Regions from separate parts of the Arachis hypogaea genome. Here region 1 is linked to region 2. The links are chromatin contacts, called in public Hi-C maps. All regions are on one chromosome and are shown on one strand. The core of a region is the stretch at or near the end of the contact, and the rest is flanking DNA. Distances in the headings are between cores, read along the strand shown.

Evidence for each region. A called contact is a pair of places that touch in the nucleus more often than the background predicts.
Region 1: a Hi-C map of leaf shows a contact between it and region 2, with 2.1 times the contacts expected there. The contact joins the enhancer-like site here to the promoter of LOC112720640 in region 2. A contact is called at or near these places in 2 of 8 Hi-C or Micro-C datasets (both in leaf).

The regions. Positions count from the first base shown.
Region 1 is chr11:33,221,944-33,226,389 of arahy.Tifrunner.gnm2.J5K5, reverse strand. No RefSeq gene overlaps it. Among protein-coding and RNA genes, the nearest start is that of LOC112720644, 14 kb to the right of the region's middle. Within about 2 kb of position 2,694, at least 2 of the 3 cell types and tissues checked have open chromatin away from gene starts, as enhancers often do.
Region 2 is chr11:32,776,852-32,781,158 of arahy.Tifrunner.gnm2.J5K5, reverse strand. It overlaps LOC112720640, which reads left to right and starts at 2,845. Exons shown (of 7, transcript XM_025771656.3): 1 at 2,845-3,142. The coding sequence starts at 2,924.

The DNA of each region.
Region 1 (4,446 bases), core at 1,445-3,944, 450 kb before region 2:
ATAAAGACTTAAGTGTATGATATTAAATTAATTAAGTGAAATAATATTAATAAACAAAATAATTGAGACATAAATCTATTACATAATAAAAAATAATACATATAAAGATATCAAATTACATAATAATTTTAGAGTATATATATCTTATATATAGATATAATTTTTTAAAATTTTAGAAGGACTAAAGCCATTGCTCGCCTCTTTGTATCCATCCCTGTCTTCAAGAGAAGTAAAAAGAAAATTAAAAAAAATATATATATATATATATTATATATATAAGAATCACAAAAATATTTTTATTGGCTAATAAATTGTTGTATACACAAAGTGGAATTTAAATAAACGAGTGAGTTAACTATTCGACCAACCTAAATTGATTAGGAAAAAGAGTGATTATATATATATAATCAGCAACTATTGGTCTACTCCATAGATGCGAACAATATGCAGTTTATGTTGAGTGACTAAGTTTTTAATAAAATGGGTATAATATATTTTTATTTGTCTTTTTTATAGAAATATTTTTAAAAGTTATTAATTTGTTCTTATTAAAATTAAAAAATTTAATATAATTTTATATATTAATAAATATACAATTAATTTTTATATATTTATATTTATTATAATTTTTTAAAATTTAAAAATTATTTATTAAATATAATTATTAGTTATTTTTATTATAAATTATTTTTAGTTTGATTTATTAAAAATAAATACTAAAATTTTATTTAAAAATTATCTTTTAAAAATTAATTTAATAAATTATTTTTAAAACAAAAATTCTATCAAACTAGTTTATATATATTGCTTTGTCGTTTGCATTGCTCCACAAGAATTTGAACCACAATAATACCATATTCAATTTGTTTGTATTATGATGGAGTGTAGTATAATGATATTGACACAAAGAATCCTGATCGCATATGGATAGAACAATGGTGCTACCAGCAGCATGATAAAGTTGGATTTAACTATATAATTTAGCCGTATAAGATTGTATTGACATTATCTTCCCTTAAAGAATAGCAAGAAGCTAAGCTAAAATGATGCCAACTATAGTTATACCATACGCAGTATATTTGGACATTGCAACAATAGTATACAATGTACTGGTTTTTCAAACATGAGTAATGTTAAAAAGTTAATACTTTTTTAATTAAGAGTAAATCACTAATTTTGCATAAAAAGATCAGAACGCTGACAAAAGTGATCTTTATTTTTATTAATGATAAAAATATTTTTAAAATATTTTAAAATACAATATAAATATCTAATATTAAATATATATTTTTAAAAAATATTTTAAAAATTAAATTTTGATATAATTTTATACAAACATCATTAAAAAATAAGATAGTTTTATCTTTAAAATTTAGTAATTTTGTGTTAAATAAATTTTTTATGTTTTTTTTATCGACAAAAATATTTTTAAAAAATAAAAAACAAATTCTAGAGGTCAAATTTTTATTTAGTTTTTTATATATATTTATTAAATAGTTATCTAAATATTCTTACATAATTTTAAATCAAATGCATAAGTTGTCAAATACAAAAATTATTTGTCATTTTTTAAAAAATATTATTGTTTATTATTTTTGGCATATTTTATAATAGTATTTTGACACTTTTTTATCATTATCAAAAGTAATGGTTATTTTTGTGAGTGTATCAAAAAATTAGGTGTAGTTTTGGTAATTTATCTTTTAACTAACATCAATAAATTTTTTTAATAGTCTATTTATCTTAAATTTTAAATTTTAAATTCTAATTTATAAACCTTAAATAATTAATACCTTCTTAATCTGAAAAGAAAAGGATCATAATAGTAATCATAGTAGCAAACAAACAAATAATTTGAGTTTTGTTATTATTTTAATTTACACTATATATTCATATGTTCATAATTAAGACTACTCCAATAGGATCATAGTTGATTCAAATGTTCTTATTATTATATCGAATTGAATCAGTTATCAGTTAGACACTTAGAGGAACTCGGCGGTGGTAACACTTCCCTATCTGATATTTAAGTTGCTGGTTGAGTGATGAGATTAATTATATTTAAATATATGGTTGTGTTTAATTATTAGTAATATAAAAGATACTAATTTAAGGTGCCAGACTGCCAGTACAACTTTAAAAATTGACAAACATACACTTGAATTTCGTCATAATATGAAATTTGGATTTTTAATTTTACATATAAGATATTATTTTGACTAAATTAAAGTTACACCAAGAGATATACTAACATTAAATACGAGAATAACATGTTAAAAATCAATTAAAATAAAATAAAATAAAATATGAAAGCGATATATTCTTTGACAATTTTATATAATATAAAAAATAATTTTAACTGATGCTTATAATTTGAAGAGATAAATTGGTTGATAATAACTTGAATAATCCAATACACGTGTTTCAGAGTTCATGAATAATGGAATGAAGCGAATAAGTCTAGTCTTCGTCTTATAGCTTGTTGTTGCTGTGTGTTCATGCTTTCGTGCCTCTCTCTTTCACTATATCCCTCGCTCCCGTGGCTTGACTTAAATAAGTCAACGTGTGTAGGGCATGCTTTTCTAAATGGGAAGGAAAAGTTGAGTTCATAATTAATTGACACTTATGTAGTATATAAATTAAAGAAATTCGGTAGTTGTAGTTATTTATATGTGTAGTTTCACTAGTTCTGATAGTACTATATATCAATATACGTACCAAAAGTAGTATATTATAGGGGAACTTGGATATAAATATAATTAAATTAAGAATAATACTATAATTATTATCAAACTTGAAAGTAGTAGATAACCTTGAATTATTGTGTGGATCGGATGAGACGGTTCGTTGTATCAACATGCAAAGGACAAGTGAAAAGTTCTCCATAATAATTGGCAAAAACGTCAGCAATTCCAGTTTGCCTTTCGTTTTCGTTCATAATTGAAAATTTTGGGTCCAAATGTCCAATATGACCTTCTCAAAAGAATATTCTACATGCTTATTACCATTTTCCGAAGAAGAAAACTAATAATTTGTATTTTGGTTACAGCTAAAGGTTACAAGAAGCAGTAGGCTAACAAAGACTACATACACTAATTACATCAGGTTAGAATTTTACTAAACCGAAGGCACATAAAAAAATAATATTATAAATTATAGGATATGTTAGAAATGTTTTAGATATACGAATAGATATATGATATATATCTAATAAGACATTTTAAAGTGAAAACTTATTTTTATTTTTATATTTTTAGGATTACAAAATAGTAACTTTTAGTATATACTAGTATTTTTATCTGTAATAACATTATAGAAATATAAATTTTTTAAAACTACAGTCTACTCTATTCTGATAGTATAGATTATGCATGGCACGAAAGATTTATAAAATTAAACTACTTTTATAAAAAAAAAAAAAGTCGTAGGTTGACAAAAGTCTCTGGCTAAGAAGACCAAGATATCTGTAGATAAAAAATCAAATAATAAGATTTTTAGTTATTATCTTTATATGAAAAAGTCTAATTTTTTATTAATAATTAATTTTAACATTTGTTATCTAAAATTTAAAACAATTTAACGTGTATACTTTTACATTTAATTAGGTATTAACTGTTAAGTCTGTTGCATAAAAAAAATAATTAATTAATTATACTTGTTATTTAAAAATAATATTTTTTCTTCCTGTGTATATAAAAATATAATTAGATATTAGCATAAAAAAATTATACTGATAGTTATAAAATTAACTCAAAATTATTTTTTTTAAAAAATAATTGAATATTGATTCTAATTTTAATTATAACATTAGTATTTTTTTCAAATGATATGTAATAAATATTTGAAAGAAGAAAAATAAAAATATAAATTAAAAAGATAAACGGTAAAAATTTAAAACTAAATAAAAAAACTTAAAAACTATGTATATAATAATAATAATAATATTTTTATTTAAATTATATTATTTTTTATTTTATTTTTAGAAAGATAGAAAAAAAAATAGAGAATTAGAGAAAAGAGAGAGAAAGATAAAGATGAAGAATGAGAGTGAGAGTTTGTTAGTTTTGAAAGAAAAAAAATTATTTTAACTGTAAAAAAATATCGAATGACATATTTTGATTTGTCAAATTACTAATATAAAATATAAATTATATATAGAGTAAAAATAGTAGAAAAAATAGAAAAATGGAGAGAGGTAGATGAGAAAATTTAGGAAGGGAGTTTATTAATTTTGAAAAAAATATTTTTTCTCAATTTTAATAAGAGAGTGTCATATGACACATTTGATTATATTATTAAATTAGATAGTAATATATGATACATAATACATGTATATTTCAATTTCAATTTTAATATTTTAATTTTAATTTTAATGCAATTAAAGAATGTCATGTTGCACATTTTGATTGTCAAATTAATAATTAGTCATTGATATTGATAATGATA
Region 2 (4,307 bases), core at 1,596-4,095:
GAAGATGACAACAGATACCAGCTTTTCAGTTATGTTTGTGTTTATTTTGGTTGTCCTAGTTCCTTCTGCTCTACTTTATTGTATTAAACTATTTTTGTTAAAAAAATATATATATATATTTTAAATATTTTTATCTAAATGGCTCCTTTGACAATATGTTATTGTCTTATCGAACTATGTAATGTATGCGTTTTTTTTTTTTTTGGTGACATAATGTATGCGTTTTTATGCCAAATAGTAATTGGATTGAAAATTTATTTGCCATAAATAATAATTACATTATTTTCTGCGTGGTCATCGGTTGTGAGCAACATAACGCCAGATGATTTATTTAATCTGATAGGGCATAAGGAAAAATTTGGAAGCTTATTAGTTAAAATTTGGTGTCCTTTGGGTTAATAGGCGTTATTTATAAGAATTATAAATAACTAGTTCAATTTAGTATATATTTTGCAAAAATAATAGTAAAATTATTTTTTGCGTGGTGCTAAGGAAAAAGCAACATAATGCCACGTAATAAAAAATATAAATTAATTAATTAAAATAATACATAGTATGTATAGAAAATATTTATCTAATTCTTTCTAGCTATATTCTATATGTAAAAAATAACTTTTCAATCTCAATGTTTGATTACTTATTTTTTACATTATTTTGCAAATGTTTAAACTATTTTGTTTAGTCTAATCCAATGTGTCAAATTCAAAATTGAATTACTTTTTAAAATATATAATCATTAAATTTATTTAAATGTATCATTGTTAAAAGTAATGAATATGAAATTGATACCGCATATAATGCATGGATTTTATTAAATATATTTCACCAATATAATCTAAAGGGACTTGATGAACGATTCTCCATCGTCCGATCGCAGCTTCTCCTCCTTGATCCTTCATGGAGGTGTGCTATGACAAGCACAGTTACCCTCCTGGCCACCTAAGATATCCTGCTCGTCCTCGCTTCTACGACTGGTTTTCTTCATCTTCTCCGGCAAGTCTTCTTCTCAAGTTTCCCACTTTCAAAGTAGCGAGAAAACTGATCATTGTTGATCACCATGGGCCAACACAACAAGTCAATCCCTTGGGCTTAACTTCAGCCCAATTCAATGCTCTCCTAGCACTTCTGAAAAATATAGAGGCCCAAGCTCATAAATGCAAAAACTAAACTAAATCTGGGCTTCTTCCAGGCCTAAGTTTGGTACCCACTTTCTTTGTTCCTCTCTTTTTTTTTTTTGTTTTGCATAATGTTTCCTCACAAAATAAATTTTCAAATGCTTGGAATTTTTATTCCGGAACCGACTACATTACATCTAATTTTCTCAATTTTTTTCTTACTCTCCAATTAATCCTATCTTAGTGCATATGCCAAATGGTTCCTAAATCATATCTCAATTTATTGGAATTATGAAATTTTCTAATTCTTTAATCCTTACTAATGTATTCTAAGATTGCTTCTTTTAAAAAAATTTTGGATATTCACTTCAAAATTAAAAATTTGGGTATCTTGATATATTTTCTGAAAATATAAGTTATATACTCTGCTAAAGAGATATTTTTTTTCTAACATAAATATTGCTTGAATTTATTGAATGATTCAGGTTTATTGGGAGTTAAACCCACTTCTTCACCCATGGACAGTGCCACCAGATTATCCTAAGATAGCGATCTTTTACTTTTTGATCTCACTGTATACCTCTGCCTTGTTGATCGTCTTTTTTATCTTATAATGATTCGGTCCGACATTACATATGCAACACAACAATTAAGTCAGTTCATGATCTTTCTGGCCACTACCGTGCTACCATCAGGATGCTTCGTTACCTAAAGAACAGCCAGGAATGAGACCTTTTCCTTCCCAGAACTTCTACACTACAATTGTATGGTTTCAATGATTCTGATTGGGCTAGCTATCCAGATATAAGATGCTATTTAACTAGTTTTTACTTTTTCTTGGGTGATTCATTAATTTTTTGAAAAACTAAGAAACAAATGACAGTTGCTCATTCCTCAAGTGAAGCTGAATATCGTGCTCTCTCCAATACAACTTGTGAACTCTTAATGAATATTGAATTTGCTAAAAGTTCTAAATATATCATGCTGTCGACCTCCAGTGTTATATTGTATGTTTGTAACAATCAAAGTGCCCTTCACATTGCGATGAATCTTATTTTCTATGAAACTTCTTTCTGTCTCTTTCTCCAATCAACTGACCGATATCTTTTTTTGGTTGCCCACGGTATCCCCCGGTTCGACAGGCCAAGGACTAATCCGTCGCGGATCGGAGCTCCATTTAAGGGTCTGCCGCTAGCCAATGGGTTCCTGCATGTACAAGACGGAATTCGAACCCCCGACACTTGCTTAAGCGGACGAGTGAGCTGACCACTCGACCAACCCAAATTGGTTAACTGGCCCATATCTTTATTAAACCTCTTTCTCTCCAACCGTTCCATACAAATTTGTTCAAATTGGAGATTCTCAACATCTATCATCCTCTGGCTTGTAAGGACATATTGGAGCATAGTAATGCACAAACAGCCCAACACCCAAAAACAACAGAGGCCCAAATATAATAACTTTTCGTTCATTTTTCACTCTGCTATTTGTTTTTTTCCTAGTTGTTAGTATTCTTCTACAAGATGATGACTTGTTGATTTCTTAGTTATTTTTTCTTGGGTGATTCATTTATTTTTTGTCAAGAATACACTCAAAGGCCCACACTATTAATGGGGACTAAGACGTGGCCTACACTAAGACAATTTTAGTCCCCTTTTGTGGTCCTATTACACAGTTGTCTTTGTAGAAAGCATAAAGCCAAACTTTAAATACCAACAAAAAAAAGCCAAACTTTAACTTTATAGAACACATTTATCTACCTCAATTATTAGTCCTTTGTTTCGAGAGGCATATACTATAGTTGATCCATGGCTCCACCAACTCCAAGACTAGTTGTGCCAATAGAGCTGAAGAAGAAGCCATGGGAGCAAAAGCTTCCCCTCCATAACCGATGGCACCCTCACATACCATACGTTGCTGAAGTTAACACTGGTGAAGTGTTTAGAATAGAGATGGTGGATTGGACAGGTGGAGCTATTAAAGATGATAATTCAGCAATGGACATAAAACTTGTAGACCTTTCTATTGTAAGTATGAAACAAACACAATCCATTCTCTCTCTACGTTAGAAATTTAGGATATGTTTGTTTTTTTTTTTTTTTTAAATCATTATTTGTAGTACTTTTTGCTTATAAAATCTTAAAAGGTAAAAATATATGGTATAAATAAAACTAAGATTATTTTTAATTATTATTTTGGATATAACTAAGAAACGTGATTCTTTAGGCCACACAATTAACGCACTGTACAAACAAAGTAACTGACTCTGTTACGATTTATGATGCGAATTTTGATGTGCTGTGAATAAAGTATTGATAAATGTTAGGGAGCAAATACTTTTATCGATATTAGCTAGATTAATATTTTACTTTTATATTATTAGAATTTAAGATTTAAAATTCATGTAGTATTGTTCAGTATTATACTATCATCTAATAGAATGCTTCTATTTGTAAATTTTTAAGTGTACTAAATTTTAGATCGATCAATTTTATTGCTACGAAAATATGAGATTAAATATTTTTGTAATGTTTTTCTTAATATTATTGCAGCATAACTATATTATAATGGTTTTAAAAGAAGCCATTAGAATTGATTTCGGTGAGAATGAGGTTTGCGTAATAAGAATATGTTCCTAATAAGTGGCTATTATTTAGCTTAAGAGTTCGATACTTGGATATTTTTATTTATTTACTTATTTAAAGTACATTTTGGTGAAGAAAAAAACATGGAGTAAGTCTAACCCTTGATTCTTATAAGATATACATACAACACTGGTATCCCATGAAAAAGTTGAGGATACCAAAAAATTTCCCTTTGTCTGTTTCCTTTAATTAAAATTCCAAATGTTGCGTGATTCTTGGAAAATTTTACATGATATATATATATATATATATATATATATATATATATATATATATATATATATATATATATATATATATATATATTTAAAAAATATTATGTGCATAAAAAACATTCATCAAATTAATCAATATATATTTTTATATACATATATATAATTTAATTTATTTTTAATATGTATTAAGAGGAGTGTTAGGGGACAGCAACTTTTGTGTTTTATAACCATCAATTGGCCATCAATAGTCTTTTTAATAGTATGAGATTACATCAAATGGTGAGAGATCACTCACTTTTTTTTATAGTTAAGTGCTGACCACAAAACACAAA